Regions from separate parts of the Ovis aries genome. Here region 1 is linked to region 2. A link is a contact called in public Hi-C data. All regions are on one chromosome and are shown on one strand. The core of a region is the stretch at or near the end of the contact, and the rest is flanking DNA. Distances in the headings are between cores, read along the strand shown.

Region 1 (7,535 bases), core at 3,698-6,197, 230 kb before region 2:
CTGGACTCCAAATCGAGGTTTCTGGTGCGGGTTCCAGTGGCCTGCGCAAGGTTGGAGTTTCGATGCCTCAAGGGACTGCCCGGGCGGGTAACGTTTTAGGTACTCTAGCCCAGGCAAAGCATCGTTTGCGAATGCGTAGATTTAATTTAAAAAAAAAAAGGGGGGGGGGTGGCGAAGTAAAGACAATTACGGGCTTTCAAAGCCGTGTGTGAAGTGAGATGGAGGATAAAAGATTATAGATGCCCAGTTTAGCAAGATAACCTGATGGAATCTCTGTTTCACAGAAATAAGTTACAAGGGGGGAAACTTGCAAGAAAGTGAGAACAGTGGCCACATATGAAACCAAAGGGCGAGCATGGTGAAAGCAGGCATTTTAATCACCCTGTTGAGTCAAAAAATAGCTTTTGCTGAGTTTGCTTTTTTTTTTTTTTTTTTTTCAAGAAATAGAAGACTCCTTCCCAAAGTAATAGCCTACGGGTCTATTTCACCTGCAAGTTTCCTCTCATTATTGTATAAAGAAATTTGGGTGGAGTGGGCCATGTTTTTCACAGAACTTTCTGGTATTTGCAGTTGTGGTGAACAGGAAAGGAATAAAAACGAACGTAATTAGTCTGGGATTGCCTACTGCCTATTACCGGCATAACATCAGCAGGAAATTAAGACTGCCTTCCCGAGGTTCGCTTATAATAATTCAATTTTGCATCTTTTAAAAGTATAGCCGTTTTTGAGTACTTTTGGTGAAATGAATAACCAGCGATGCAGGACCTAAACAATGCACACAATTCCAAGTCTACTTATTTAAGGAGTGAAAAGGTGCGGCGCGAAAGCGCCCCTGCACGGGTTGAGGTGTCACGGCTGTGGGCTGCGCCGTGTATTAGGTGCCAGTGAGAGAAAGCACAGACTCAAACTACTCGCACAGAAAACTGTTTCCACGTTTGACTCATTTAGGATCAAATGGTATTTTTAACACTTGCCAAAACCCACAGTTATTGCGACAAGAAAGGTGCCAGGCAAGAATGAAGTTAGTTGTTTATTAGGGCAAGGTGGGACTTTTCGCGCTTTTGGCTACATAAGTGTACCCGAATGACAGGGACGAATGTACCCGAGTGACAGGGTGAGCATCTTGCAGGCCACTCTCCCCGTGTTGGTTCATTGCAAGGGAAGGTGGGGGGAACGGGACGCCTTTTAGCAGATCAGACTCTGGCTGTCACCAGTGAGGGGTGGTGGTGGGGGGTGGTTAACTTCACTTCGTAAAGATACTCATCCTCTTCTTAACTGAAGAAGTCTGAGGCCGCGAAGGCCGCCCACAGAGGCCGCGCCTTGTCCAGATCTGCTCAGGCCGCCTTTGTCCCCGCAGTGACTACCGAGAGGGAGGGGGGCGGGCGCGGAGGTTGTCACTAAAGTTTCCTGAAGTCTTTATACGGCGAAGAACTCTGGGTTTTGCGGGTAAGCGGGCAGCCTATCCAATCTGAGTGGAGCGACAATTCCGTGAGCCTCCGGTCCCCGGCGGCCTCCGCGCGCCCTCGCCCGCCCCGGCCTCTCCCCCGGATCAGTCGCCGGGGGCCAACGCTCGCCCCCGCGCCACACTCCTGGGCCTCTGGGTCCCCTCCGCACGGTCCCAATCAGTCTCGAGTTTCAACTCAAGACCCAGGCCAAACTTTCCCTTCGGGGCTGGTATATTCTCACACGCGGACGCCTTTCCCATGGGGAGGAGGAGCGATGGAGCTCCGGGCAGCTCCCGGGGGCCCTGCGGGGACCACCCGCCACCCGGTTTCCACGCAGCCCCCACGCCCACTCTTGCCTCCCAACCCCAGATCTTGACCTCCCACGGCCGTGCTCAGGGAAGCCGCCGCGACTGATGCGCCCCGGGTGCTTTCGTTTTGCTTTCGCTCCCTTCTCTCCGCAGCTGAGACGACCGCGGAAGAACAAAATGGGGGTGGAAAACGCGTGTCCTGACAAAAGTGATGGGGACACCGCGGTTCCGTCCCAGGCTGGGCGGGGAGAGGGGGAGGCTCAGGCTGAGGCCTGGGACCCCTGTCCCTTGCATGGGCGAAAAGGGCCCGCAGGCCTGGCTTGTTTTCTTCGTGTAAAGAAACGTGATTTGTAGATACTGAAGCAACAAAGTTGGCGCGGAAACGAATTCGCCTGCTTAGGAGGACTGTGTCTTGCAGATACAGACGAATAGGCAGGGTAGAAAGGCCGGAAGAGGGGCGGCCGGAGCCTTTCACTAAGTTGGAAGGAAACCGAGAGAGAAGTTTCGAGATCCGGGATCCGGCTCCCACCCCAAGCTCTGAGTACCATCAGGTGTGAGGGGGCACCAACGCCCAGTCCCATTTGCTGCTCGTCCACTCAGCTCTGCGCTTTGGAAAAACCCAGCAACCACTGCACAGGCTCGCTTCACTTTATCTCGCCTCTCTCTTAATGGTGAGCAAAGCACATGTATCCTAAACTGATGAACTCATGGACTAAGGTCTCCCCCTTAAAGGAAAAAAAAAAAAAAAGCCAAACTTGGAAAGGTTTCTCAAATAGAGGTAAACTTGTTGCTGCCCCGAGTGGCCCGTGCGAAAGCTCTCCTAGGTTTGCACGCGCCCAACGCAGGGCCCGGAAGCTCCGCTCCCGGGCAAGGGCCGGGGCAGAGTCCCGCCCTCCTCCCCCGGCGGCCTGCACTTGAGCCCGAACGAGGGTGAGTGCGAGGGAACAGTCTCTCCAAACTCCTTAGAAAATAACTCTTGCAGACTGTTTACCACAGTGTCCAACTGCCCGGAAAGGTCCGACGCGTTTCCTGCACTCGTCCCAGCTCAGTTCGAACTTTTCTCCACCCGTGATCTGAAGGGCTAAATTATTTTTATTCCGACTCTGGAAAGTTAAACTAAGATCTAAATAAATCACTAAGGGAAATGACCGGAAGCTGCGAAGGTAAATTACACTCAAACCAGCTACTTGCACTTGTTTTATTTTTTTTTTTTTAATAAGGCCTTCCTCTAGTATTGACCGCCCTCCTTGTTTACATCGAGCTCAGGAACAGAAGCTTTAGGCCAGCAAGGGAGCTCAGTTTCATTTCGGGGAGTATGCCGGGGCCTATCACTTCGTCATCAGGTTTGAGAAGAAAGTTCAAATGTTTTTTGTCACAGATCTAGCTTCCAGTAACTCCTCAGAAACTCCAGTACCCCCACGGCGGCTCAGGTCTGCAAAACTCCTCGGTCCGCAGAAGTCCGGGAGGCAGTAAGTTGAGCTCGCGCGACGCCCCGCTGCACCTGCGGAGGAGGCAGGGCGTCTCCGCGCGTCTCGGAACGGCCGCACCGTACTTCCCGCGCTCCGCCCGCCAGCCTTCGGGCGGCCGCCAGCCACCCCGGCGTCCCTCGGTCCCCCGCCCGCAGCCGATCGTGCGGGGGAGAAAAAGGGAAAGGGGGACTGGCATCCCCTCGTCTGGGGAAGCGGCCGCGCGAGGGCCCAGTCAGGCCCCCAGCTTGCAGCGAGGCCCGAACGCGCGCACACTCGGCGACCAGGGCGGTGGCGCTCCAGAGATCGGGCGGGGTGGTGGTGGCGGGGAGGTTTGAGGAGGGCGGAAGCGCCGATGGCTGGCGAGCACTCTCGAGAGTCGCGGACCCCGGGTGACTAGGGTGCGGGTGCCCACGCTGTGCGCGACGCCTGGGTCACTGGCTGGAGCCCAGGAGCCAGGCGCACAGCTGAGCGAGGCGGCCGCCGCCACGGAGCCTGGGGGGCGGCGCGGAGCCCCGGGGAGCTGGTTTTCCCGGGCGGGCACGTGACGGGGTTGGCAGCGCTCTGGCCCGGGCAGGGAGGAGGGGGAGGCGGCGATCGGGAGGCCGGGGGCGGGCGGGCGGCTGGCGCGCTGTGTACTTAGGTCGTGTGCTGGGGCTTTTCTCTCCCAGGAGCCGGCTGGAGGAGGGGAGGGGGGAGGGGCCACCGCTCCGCCTTCTCCTTTTCGCAATGTTGACGCAATCTATAAATAGTGGAACAAAAGGACCAACTTCCTCGGAGCTTTGCTGAAACTGCACAAAAAAATCGAGCTGGGGGGTTCCCTGTTCCCTGGCGATGGGGCGGGGAGCGCGGCGCCCGGGGGAGGGGGCGGGCGCGGCAGCGCGGGCCCCGCCGAGGGGGGACACCTGGCTGAGGCATTGCCGCCGCCGCCGCCGCGCCTCTCCGCGCGAACCCAGGGCTCCGGTCCCTGCGCGGGCTCGAGAGCTCGCCCGGATCGGGGGGTCTTCCTCCTCCACCGTTGACAGGTCAGTCCGCACCGCCCCCTTTCTACACTGGGTTTTCTCTTCCCTCCCCCAAGCCTCTACTTTTAGAAGGGAATAAAGGGGGAAAAAATTAGAGCGAGGCGCAGCAGTGACAGCCACCCAATCTGGAAGCCTAGCAGTGCACGGCGGGGTGGCCGAGGGGCTCCGGAGACGGTCAGCGCCTGGCCCCCCTCGTCGTACAGCCGGTGGCCGCGCCGCGGCCAGAGACGAAGCCAGGACTAGCTTGCGCCGCCCAGGCGGCGAGGAGAGTGGAGGCGGGAGCGCCGCGGGGGCGCGGGCGGGCGAGCGAGCGGTCGACGGCGGGCTCCCTGCTGCAGCTCCTGCTTGGGATACCGAACCCCCAGGGAAGACGCGCCAGGACCAGGGGGCTGCTGAGCCCAGCTCGCCCCCTCGGAGCTCGGAGCTCGGACCTAGCGTCCCCACCTCGTCCCGCGCAGCTGCTGTGGGAGGGCTGAGTGGAGAAGCGCTGTCGCCGCACGCCACCGCACACTCCTGGCTCCGGTGCCCACGCGACCCGCCGCGCCGGCGACTGAGGGGAGGGGGGCGAGGTGAGGACAGAAGGCAACGCTTTCCTCCGGGGCGCCCGGACCCAAGCGCGAGCGCTCGCCGCGCCGCCGTGGCGGTTACACTGGGCGCGGGGGAGGGGGCGGAGCTGGCGCTGTTGACAGCCGCGCTGGAGCGGGGAGGGCGAGAGCTGGGGAGAAGCTGGTGGGGGAGGGAGCGCGCGCGAGCGCGCGCGGGGTTCGGCTAGGAGCGGGGGTCACGTGACGGGCAGACGCCCCCGCTACAGGCTGACAGTAGGGATGACGTCACCGTCCCCTGACTGCAGGGGGTGGCACTTCCGTTCCCCCCCCACCCAGCCCCCTAAGCGGCGGCTGCAGCCATTTCGAAGTGTGGGAGTGGGCGGGCAGGAGACGGGTGGAGGGGGTTTTCGTTGCTGCCCCAGCTCCTGGCTTCATCCCCAGCTGCCCGGAGCCCGGGCCCAGAGCGGTGGCTGAGGCCGCCCTCCCCCGACGCGCCCCATTGTGTGAGCGGGCGGGCGGCTCCGCGCGGAAGCTGGTGCCGGCCCCCTGCGGCTCCCAGCTCCGGAGGGGGCGGGGACGGCCCCGGACGGTCAAGGCCAAGTCTTGGCCGCGTCCCGAGAGCGCCCAGCGCGCTCCTGAGGTCCGACTCTCAACTCCAGGCTGGGACATAGGCTGCCGTGCCCGCGTTCTCCGAAAGCCGGGTGTTTGGAGACCCCGCTCGGCGGCGCAAGCCTAGCGTCCAGCCTCGCGGGTGTGTGACAGGCGTTTGTCACCGTTCCGGAGCACTCGATTCCAGCAGTCGTTATAAAGCTATTTGGGGAAACTCCGGGTTTTGGTGACTCAGCGCGGTAAGCGCTATTTATAAGTTGATTCGTTAGTAGCAGGGAAATACACTTCTCTCAGATCCGTCCGCCCTAGGAGGGAAAAGAGCTCTGTTTCAAGACAGCAATTAAGCCTTAACTTTTTCTGAACGAGTCAAGGGTTGACTTTAAAAAGCCTGTGCTGTGAGAGAAAGCAGACCTCACAAGTACACAGTGTATCTCAAAAAGTAGGAGCGTCTTCCTGGGTAGGTGGAGAATTTTAAGGACACTTCACGATGTGTTAGACCTTTTGGGGGCGGTGATGTTGCGTGAGCCAAGGAGAAACAATTCAGATAAATGACCCAGCAATCCTAGTAGATAGCAGGATATCAGAACTATATTTATTAATTTCAGTATTTGTTAAATACATAACACCATTTGGTGGCTGGGCATAAGATAAAGGAAAATGGGATGGTGCGGAAAATTCCTGTAGGAAATTGTCTTAACAGGAAGGTGTCTGTTGTATTTATCGTCAAAACTCTGGGGCAAATATAAATTACACGTTTGCAACCCAATCTCTCCCTCCTAAGAAAGCACTACAAAAGTGTATACTACAGCCTGGGATGATTGTTCAGTGTAAGTGCTGCACAAACAATTTATTAGTCACTGCTTGTTTTACAGGTTTTACTTCACTGTTTTATTTTTTTCCCACCTCCACCCTAGTTTGGAAATCCAAGAGGCAGACGCTAAGAGAAAGAGCAGTTGCTAGCCTGGCTTCAGGGAGGCAGGAATTCACACCCAGCTTGCTTAGCCTGAATAGCTTCCTGTAGGTAGCTGACCTGAGGTGCTTCTTAAAAGAAGACGGTTTCCTGGATGGGCAGAAGTTAGACCAGCTAAGGAAAGAGTTTTCCCAAGCTGAACAAGCAAAGTAGCAGGTACAAAGCCTGTAGTGAACAACTACAGCCAAGTAAGAATGGGTGGGCTGTGAAAAGGGGGAGAAGGGAGGCTGGATGAAAGGCCAGGTCAGGCAGACTTTGTAGTCCACGCTGGGGAGTTTGGAATGTAGCTTGAGACCTACAAGTGTTTAGCTTTTGGGGGCACAAATACCCTTTTGAGAACCTAGGGAAAGCAATCTGGTCTCTCTCCAGAGTAACCTCTACTACAATTCAGCATACAATCTCAAGTGTTTGTTCTGTGTGTAAATGATTATTGGGCCTCAGGATTTAAACCTACAGAAAAGGGAAAACCATAAAAGGATTTCATTTTTTTAATGGAAATGCATGGTCAGTTATGAAAAGAATACAGGTCCTTGAAAAGATTACACCAGGTGGGGTCCTGGAGACAGGAAGATGGAAAATAAAATAGCCTGTGATCTAAGAATCAACTAGGACCACTGCTGTATACCTAGTGGCAGTGGGGATAGGAGAGGGGTTCAAGAAAGCTAATTTGAAACAGCTGGTAGAATGGGAAAGTGACTGACGGGCCAGATCAAGGGATCCCCATTCTGGTCTGGGCTGTGGACTGGGAGGAGAAATGGGCCTCTGGTTCAGGAGGAGGAACTCTGTTTTGCTTCCTTGAAAAGGAATGAAAAGCTAAGCTGTGGCTGAAAATCCACTGAAAAGGCTGTGTACCCTTCCAGTGAAAAAGAAAGCACCTTCCCAAAGATTTGAATTCAGAAGGGAGACAAGGGCAGGAGAGGATAAAATCTTGCTTTCCTCTCTTTTTAAAAACTGTGGATAGCTAGAGAAGAAGAAAAGGAGAGACAGATGGAATCAAGCTTTGTTTTTGCCCTGCTCAACCACCAGACCTTCAAGGAAAGGGACATGAGCTAGAATGAATTCCCATAAGGGTGGTATTTGTTTCTCATGGCCCTTCAAAACCACACTTAATCATACACAGTTAGTACCCAGAAGTGCTTAAGATCTCAGTCTGGCTAGGGAAACAACAAA
Region 2 (7,346 bases), core at 535-3,034:
ATCCAGCCATCTCATCCTCTGTGGTCCCCTTCTCCTCCTGCCCCCAATCCCTCCCAGCATCAGGGTCTTTTCCAATGAGTCAACTCTTCGCATGTGGTGGCTAAACTATTGGAGTTTCAGCTTTAGCATCATTCCTTCCAGAAAAATATCTATTTCTGCTTTATTGACTATGCCAAAGCCTTTGACTGTGTGGATCACAATAAACTGTGGAAAATTCTGAAAGAGATGGGAATACAGACCACCTGACCTGCCTCTTGAGAAACCTCTATGCAGGTCAGGAAGCAACAGTTAGAACTGGACATGGAACAACAGACTGGTTCCAGATAGGAAAAGGAGTATGTCAAGGCTGTATATTGTCACCCTGCTTATTTAACTTCTATGCAGAGTACATCATGAGAAACGCTGGGCTGGAAGAAGCACAAGCTGGAATCAAGATTGCCAGGAGAAATATCAATAACCTCAGATATGCAGATGACACCACCCTTATGGCAGAAAGTGAAGAGGAACTAAAAGCCTCTTGATGAAAGTGAAAGAGGAGAGTGAAAAAGTTGGCTTAAAGCTCAACATTCAGAAAACGAAGATCATGGCATCTGGTCCCATCACTCATGGGAAATAGATGGGAAACAGTGGAAACAGTGTCAGACTTTATTTTGGGGGGCTCCAAAATCACTGCAGATGGTGATTGCAGCCATGAAATTAAAAGACGACTCCTTGGAAGGAAAGTTATGAGGTATTAGGGATACATGAATACAGGAACTGCCAGGGTGGAGGTTGCAGAACGGAGCCTGGGACGATGGTGAAAAAACAGACGCTAGAGCGCTAATCAGTTCAAGTATTTATTGGTTATTCATGACGTGCCAGGCACTGTATTAACAAAGGGCTTCAGCAATAGACCCACCACTGTCGCTACTTTTACTGCGCTAATTCCAATGCGGCAAACCAGGTAACACACACACATAAACACACATATAACATACATATGTATGTGTAACGTGGAGATAAATGCTAATTATAAAACCAAAGCAGAGCAAGGGAACAGCAAGTGAAGGTGGGTGCTGTCTTAGGTGACCCCGGCCAAACAAGCAAAGGAGCAAAGCAGGAACCATGGATCCGTTTCTAATTTTCTTGGAAGCCTCCTTCGAAGTCCCGCCCCCCTCCCTCCCAATAGGCGCAAGAGCCGTCTCCTGGGAAGCTCCTCCCACAGTCCCGCCCAGAGGCGGTCTTGGGGGCGGAGCCCCGCGCCCAGGCTCTCCGAGCGCCCCGCGCAGAAAGCCGCGCGCTTAGGGTTCCCGGCATTCTCTGGGTGCTTTGCAGGCTGAGAAAATTACCCCCGCCGAAGAATGGCATGCTGGGAACTGTAGTTTCCGGCCGCAGCCCCGGGTCTGAACGGGCAGTAAAAAGCCGCCAAGTCTGGCTCCATTCCTGGCACAGGACTGGAAGCTCCGAAGGGTTGTAGGAAGGGCTCTCTGGAGGGTGAGAGAGTCGGGGGGTGGGGGTCACTCCGAGAACCGTCAGGCGCGTCCAGCCGGCTGAGCATCCAGGCCGGAGGCCGTCACGTGACTCCAGCCCCCTCCGGCGCCCGCGGCTCTCTTCAGCGCTGTTCCCGCCCCGCCCCGCCCCTCGCGTCCATCGGCCCGAGCTTCCCCCGGCGCTGCTGCCACCTCGCGCTCGGAGGCGTCACGGAACGTGCTCGCCTCTCCCCCTCCCCCGCCCTTCCCCTCTCCCGCCCTCCCCCACCTACCCCTCCCTCGCCAAGACTCGCCGCCGCCGCCGCCGCAGCCGCAGGAGTAGCCGCCGCCAGAGCCGCGCGCAGCCATGGCCGAGAACCCCGGCTTGGAGAACCACCGCATCAAGAGCTTCAAGAATAAGGGCCGAGATGTGGAGGTGAGTGTGCTTCCGCGGCGGGGGGCCCAACCGGCTCGCCCTCCCGGTCGCGCCGGCCCTGAGGCGGCGAGGAGGGGCGGGGGGCCGGCGCGACCGGGCTGGTTCTCGCCGGCCCGCGATGGGTCGGAGTTGGCCGCCGCCTCCCGTCCCTGCGGCCGGGCGGCGGGAGGCGGGTGGCGGTCCGGGCTGCAGCCGCCAGCGGCGGCTGCCCGGTGCGGAGACCGGGAAATGCCGGGGTTTTCGGCCCCGTCACGCGGGCGCGGCCTGCTGTCGGCGAGGAAGAGGTGTGGAGCTGAGGCGGGGTCCGCGGGCCGGGGCCTCGCGCGCCGGGGATGCTGCGGCCGCGGTCTTTCGACCGCCACGCTGAGGGGGCGGCGCGGCTCTCGCCCGGCTCGCGGTGCAGCCTCCCGCCCGGCACGGCCCCCTCAGCGCCTCCCGCGCTGCCGCACATGGAGCCTCGGCTCCGCCGGTCCCCGCGCCTACCTTCGGCGAGCCGGGCCCAGGCGGGCGGTGGCGGCCCGCAGAGGGGGGTGGGGACCAGCTGGGTAACCGACTTGTTTGAGGGTGGCGGATGGGGGAGGGTAGGATGCGCCAGGACCATTTTCTTATAACCCGGTGCGGTTCCCCGGAGCAGTCGTGCTGAGCTTCTCCCAGCTTGTACTCTCGTTAACCGCTGGCATTTGGAGCAAGCCGAAGGTGGACAATAGTTTCCCGTCTATTGTGTGGAGGGCTTTGGAAGAGACGTTGTTCCGACCTCCGCTCCCAGGACCTGTTTTCTTAGCCTTTTCTTGTAGCGGAGGGGGTGTGCATAGAAGGATCATTCCTTTGACACGTTGTACTGAAATAAAGAGGCTTGGAGGGCCTCTTGCTGTAAGCTGGTAGAATGTCCAAGTGGTTGCAAAACTGTAAACATTCATCGCGGTCACTCAGTTCGTTGCTACTCAGCATGTTGCCATTGTCTCATTAAGGTGACATTAGCAGGTACTGTTTGCAAACTCGGCTTCTGCAGGCAGCGCTAGAGGTCTCTCTGCAGCTACTGAACGCCGTGTAGTGTGGTGCAGAAACTTCCCTGGGACTCTGACCTCTGGATTTGCTAGGGGGAAGGTGTTTCAGGTCCACAGCCTCCTTTTCTAATACCAGGTGACATAATTTGCAGTTTTGTTATTCTTGCTCAGAGGCCAGTGTGACTTAAGAAAGTGTGCATTTTGTCCTGTCTTAAAGAGAGAAGGTGGTGGTGGTGGGGATATGCCATTCAACGTTCTGTTTTCTAGAAAAACAGAAAACTCAGGCTATTTTTCGGAGCTGCCAAATTAAATACTAATTAGGAAATACGTGGAATTCCCATTTGACTGAGACAAATTAAGGTCATCTATGTCTGTCGTGGTCATGGTTAAGCTTCTTTTATGAGAAATACTTTTAAGTAAAAGTGAAACTTAGGAATAGCAACAAGAAATTTGCGGACTGCCTCTGATTTTTGGTCCACTTGATGATAGAAGTTAATTTTGAACTTTTCCCATCAGTATTTGTTCTTGAAGCTTACACCAGTTATAAAGCAAAGCTTAATGTAGTTTGAAACATTCTGGTATTGTTTGTATCGAAGTAATTAACAATCTTTCTGCTTCTGGGTGTTGGTACAGGTTTTTGTCTTTTTTTTTTTTTTTTTTTTTTTGCCTCTGTTGTGTTCTGGGAACTCAGTGATAACCTAGAAAGGACTCCTGCACATAATAGGCACACGTAAATGCCTGCTGATGATCAGACGGTAACCAGTAACTTCTAGATGCATGAAAAAGATGACTGGTTGCTAACTAAGCCTTCCAGCCTGAAAGTATTGATCACAGCATTACGATTCCCAGGATACAGGAAGGAATCTAAGGCATGAAGTAGCAGACATTGAAATGGTAGTTCCACATGGCAGGCACTTTACTAAGAGCTTCATTGATAACCGCTTTTAGTTCTTAGGACAACTTTGTGAGCAAGGTGTAGCATTATCCCCACTTTACAGAAGGAAAGTACTTAAGATGAGAAGCTCAGGACTGCTTGTACAGGCTGCACAAGGTCATGGAGTGGGTGTGAGCATTCACTCATTGTCTGTTGGGTATATAAGGTTGCTCAGTCTGTACCTGGAGGAGTTTACTTTTATAGTTCAGTAGGAGTGTAGGAAAGTAAACTGATCACTACAGTGCAGTGACATCAATAAGTGTATGCTGAGAATGCATGAGGAGATCCTGACTTGGAGCTGAGCAGTCAAGGGAGATGTTCTGGTTGATTCCTAGTGGATGAATGGGAATGAGTAGATCCTGAAGGATGCAAGGAAGTTGGGAGAGGGAGAGGGCAAGGAAGGGGCATTTCAGACGTGAGGGAGCAGTAACCAAAGAGTCCTGAGAATGTAGGGCTCTTTAGTTACCACTGTAGCTGGACTGCTAAGAGAGAGGGATGCTAGAAATGTGACTAAAGGGTGAACTGGGGTCAGATCTGCTCAAGTGCCTTTATTGTGGAATTTGGTATAACTGACACTAGACACCTTATCTAGTTTAGTCTTATCCTTTTTAGAAACTATTATACTAGAAACTTAGGTTGCAACTTAGCTCTGTGACTAAATAGTAGTGATTATCAGTCTGTTAAAAAAACAGTGAAATATACTTTGCTGAGCTATCAATCATTCCTGTCTTTTCTCCTACAGAACAGATAAAAAATAAAAACATTACAGATTATATAGCCAGCCAATACACAAGATGCTAGGTGTAAGAATAAAACACATAGTTTCTAAAAAAAAAAAAAAAAAAGTGTGGAGTTATGCCAGGGAATTGTGACTAGGGGAAGAATGCAGTTTCATAGTCATTCAATTGGGAATGGCTTCATAAACGAAAGGTTGGCGAATTTCATAGAACGGATGTACTAAACTTGTACTGGGCACACAGGAAATTCGTGAATAAAGATCTGGGTGAAAAAGAAGAGAAGTTAGATGAAGGAGGGAAGAGATGGGCTTTAAGGTTGCCTGTGGTGGTTTGAGAATATTTTTGTGGCAAAAAGTTGTTGATAAGAAACTTCTTGATAAGGAGATATGAAGAAATTTATTTCAGAGTAGGATTAGGAGGTGTAACATGATAACAGCGATGGAAAAAGGTGACTGGGCAGAGATAACTAGAATAAATTTTGGAGTAAAGGTACTGTTACCCATATGTAAGGAGGAATTTGCCAAAAAATTAAGACCGGGGCTGGTCCTAACGTAGAATGAGGATTTGAACCTCCTCCCCTTCCTTTCTCTTCTTTGTAAAACTCAGTGGAGAGAAAGGAGATAAAAGTTATCCTGAGCTTTATAGATGGAAGTCGGGGAGGGAATAATTATCATGGTCAGCAGTTTAAGGCTTGGGTTGGGGGAATGGATTTGGTATCTAAAACAAGGAAATACATAATGAATTCCAGTTAGTGAATACTTATAAATCACACTTGCAGGTAATTGCCACCTGGGTCAAATGTTCACTTCAAGGATGTGATATTTTAATCTTTGACAGAAACGAATGATTATTTTAAAATTCTTAACGTTTATTGAATGCTTACAGTGTACCTGTTCAGTTCAGTTTAGTTGCTCAGTGGTGTCCCACTCTTTGCGACCCCATGAATCACAGCACGCCAGGCCTGCCTGTCTGACAACAACTCCCGGAGTTCACTCAAACTCACGTCCATCGAGTCGGTGATGCCATCTAGCCATCTCATCCTCTGTCGTCCCCTTCTCCTCCTGCCCCCAATCCCTCCCATCATCAGGTTCTTTTCCAATGAGTCAACTCTTCACATGAGGTGGCCAAAGTACTGGAGTTTCAGCATCATTCCTTCCAGTGAACACCCAGGACTGATCTCCATTAGGATGGACTGGTTGGACCTCCTTGCAGTCCAAGGGACTCTCAGGAGTCTTCTCCAACACCACAGTTCAAAAGCATCAATTCTTTGGCACTCAGCTTTCTTTATTGTCCAACTCTCACATCCATACATGACCACTGGAAAAACCATAGCCTTGGCTAGACGGATCTTTGTTGGCAAAGTAATGTCTCTACTTTTTAATATGCTATCTAGGTTGGTCGTAACTTTCCTTCCAAGGACTACCTGTACCAAGTATCAATTGTTTATATGCATTATTTAGTCTTATGAAGTATGTATGTATTACTATGCAAGGAAACTTGAGGCTTAACAGTTCTTAAGTAGTTAGCCCCAAGGCCTCAGAAGGTTTAAGTGACAGTGTGTGTGCAACTCTTTGTGACCCCGTGGTCTGTAGCCCACCAGGTTACTCTGTCCATGGGATTTTCCAGGCAGGAATCCTGGAGTGGATTGCCATTTTCTTCTCCAGGGGATCTTCCCAATCCAGGGACCGCTGCGCTTTAGGCAGAACCTAAACTCACGATGAAGCTGCGTGACACTAACGCCAAAACGTGCTTACTGTGCTGCGCTGTCTCTTCACTGAGTAGAACCTAAGACCTGACTTACGTGATGCACATCTGAAGGTTAATAAATGGGGGAAATAATTAGGAAATCTTAACTATATCAGAGAAATCCCTATTCTTCCCAACCCAGGGATCAAACCCAGGCCTCCCCCATTGCAGGCGGAGTCTTTACCAGCTCCGGCTTTACCAGAGCCACAAGGGGAGCCCGGGAATATTGGAGTGGGTAGCCTATCCCTTCTCCAGGGGATCTTCCTGACCCAGGAATCAAACCGGGTTCTCCTGCATTGCAGGCAGATTCTTTACCAGCTGAGCTATCAGGGAAGCCCTTTTCATTATTTTAAAACCTTGCTAATAAATTTTTTTGACATTCAATTTATCACTTTGATTTATTTACCTTTTTTTTTTTTTTTTTTAACTCTTGCAAAGTTTGCCTACAGTAAGAAGCCAGTTAGTTGGTTTCACTGAAAAATAGTAACTCATATTCTTGGCCTTACCACTTAAACTTTAGGCTTCTGTTTCTTTTATTTTAAAATTATTTTTTAATTGGAGGATAATCGCTCTAAAATGTTGTATTGGTTTCTACCGTACATCACCATGAGTCAGCCATAGGCATGCATGCGTCCCTTCCCTCTTGAACCTCCCTCTCACCCCATCCCATCCTCTGAGTTGTCACAGAGCAGCGGGTTTGAGCTCCCTGCATCGTACAGCAGATCCCTCCCTGCTATCTGTTTTACGTCTCGTAGTGTATATATCTCAGTGCTGCTGTTTGTTTGTCCCCCCACTCCTTCGCACGCTGGGTCCACGAGTCTGTCTCTGTGTCTGCGGCTCCGTTGCTGCCCTGCAGATCGGTTCATCAGGACCATCTTTCTAGATTCCACATACATGTATACTTGATATTTGTTTTTCTGTTTCTGATTTCACTCTGCAAAATAAGCTGTGGGTTCAGCCACCTCAATAGAATTTACTCAGATGTGTTCCTTTTTGTGGCTGAGTAATAGTCCATTGTATATATGCACCGTAGCTGCTTTG

The links. Hi-C and Micro-C count contacts between places; a contact is called where the count stands out from the background.
Region 1: a Hi-C map of liver shows a contact between it and region 2, with 2.9 times the contacts expected there. The contact joins the enhancer-like site here to the promoter of KPNA3 in region 2. A contact is called at or near these places in 2 of 16 Hi-C or Micro-C datasets (blood and liver).

What each region holds. Positions count from the first base shown.
Region 1 is chr10:19,897,708-19,905,242 of ARS-UI_Ramb_v3.0, reverse strand. LOC105608012 (a long non-coding RNA gene) reads right to left here. Exons shown (of 6, transcript XR_009595198.1): 6 at 5,966-7,535. Among named protein-coding and RNA genes, the nearest start is that of TRNAR-UCU, 69 kb to the left of the region's middle. Within about 2 kb of position 4,947, at least 51 of the 54 cell types and tissues checked have an H3K27ac peak or open chromatin away from gene starts, as enhancers often do. A contact at or near this core is called in liver, where this site is marked.
Region 2 is chr10:19,664,057-19,671,402 of ARS-UI_Ramb_v3.0, reverse strand. It overlaps KPNA3 (karyopherin subunit alpha 3), which reads left to right and starts at 1,784. Exons shown (of 17, transcript XM_015098074.3): 1 at 1,784-1,884. The coding sequence starts at 1,816. LOC132657287 (craniofacial development protein 2-like) reads left to right here and starts at 2,426. Exons shown (of 2, transcript XM_060394361.1): 1 at 2,426-7,346.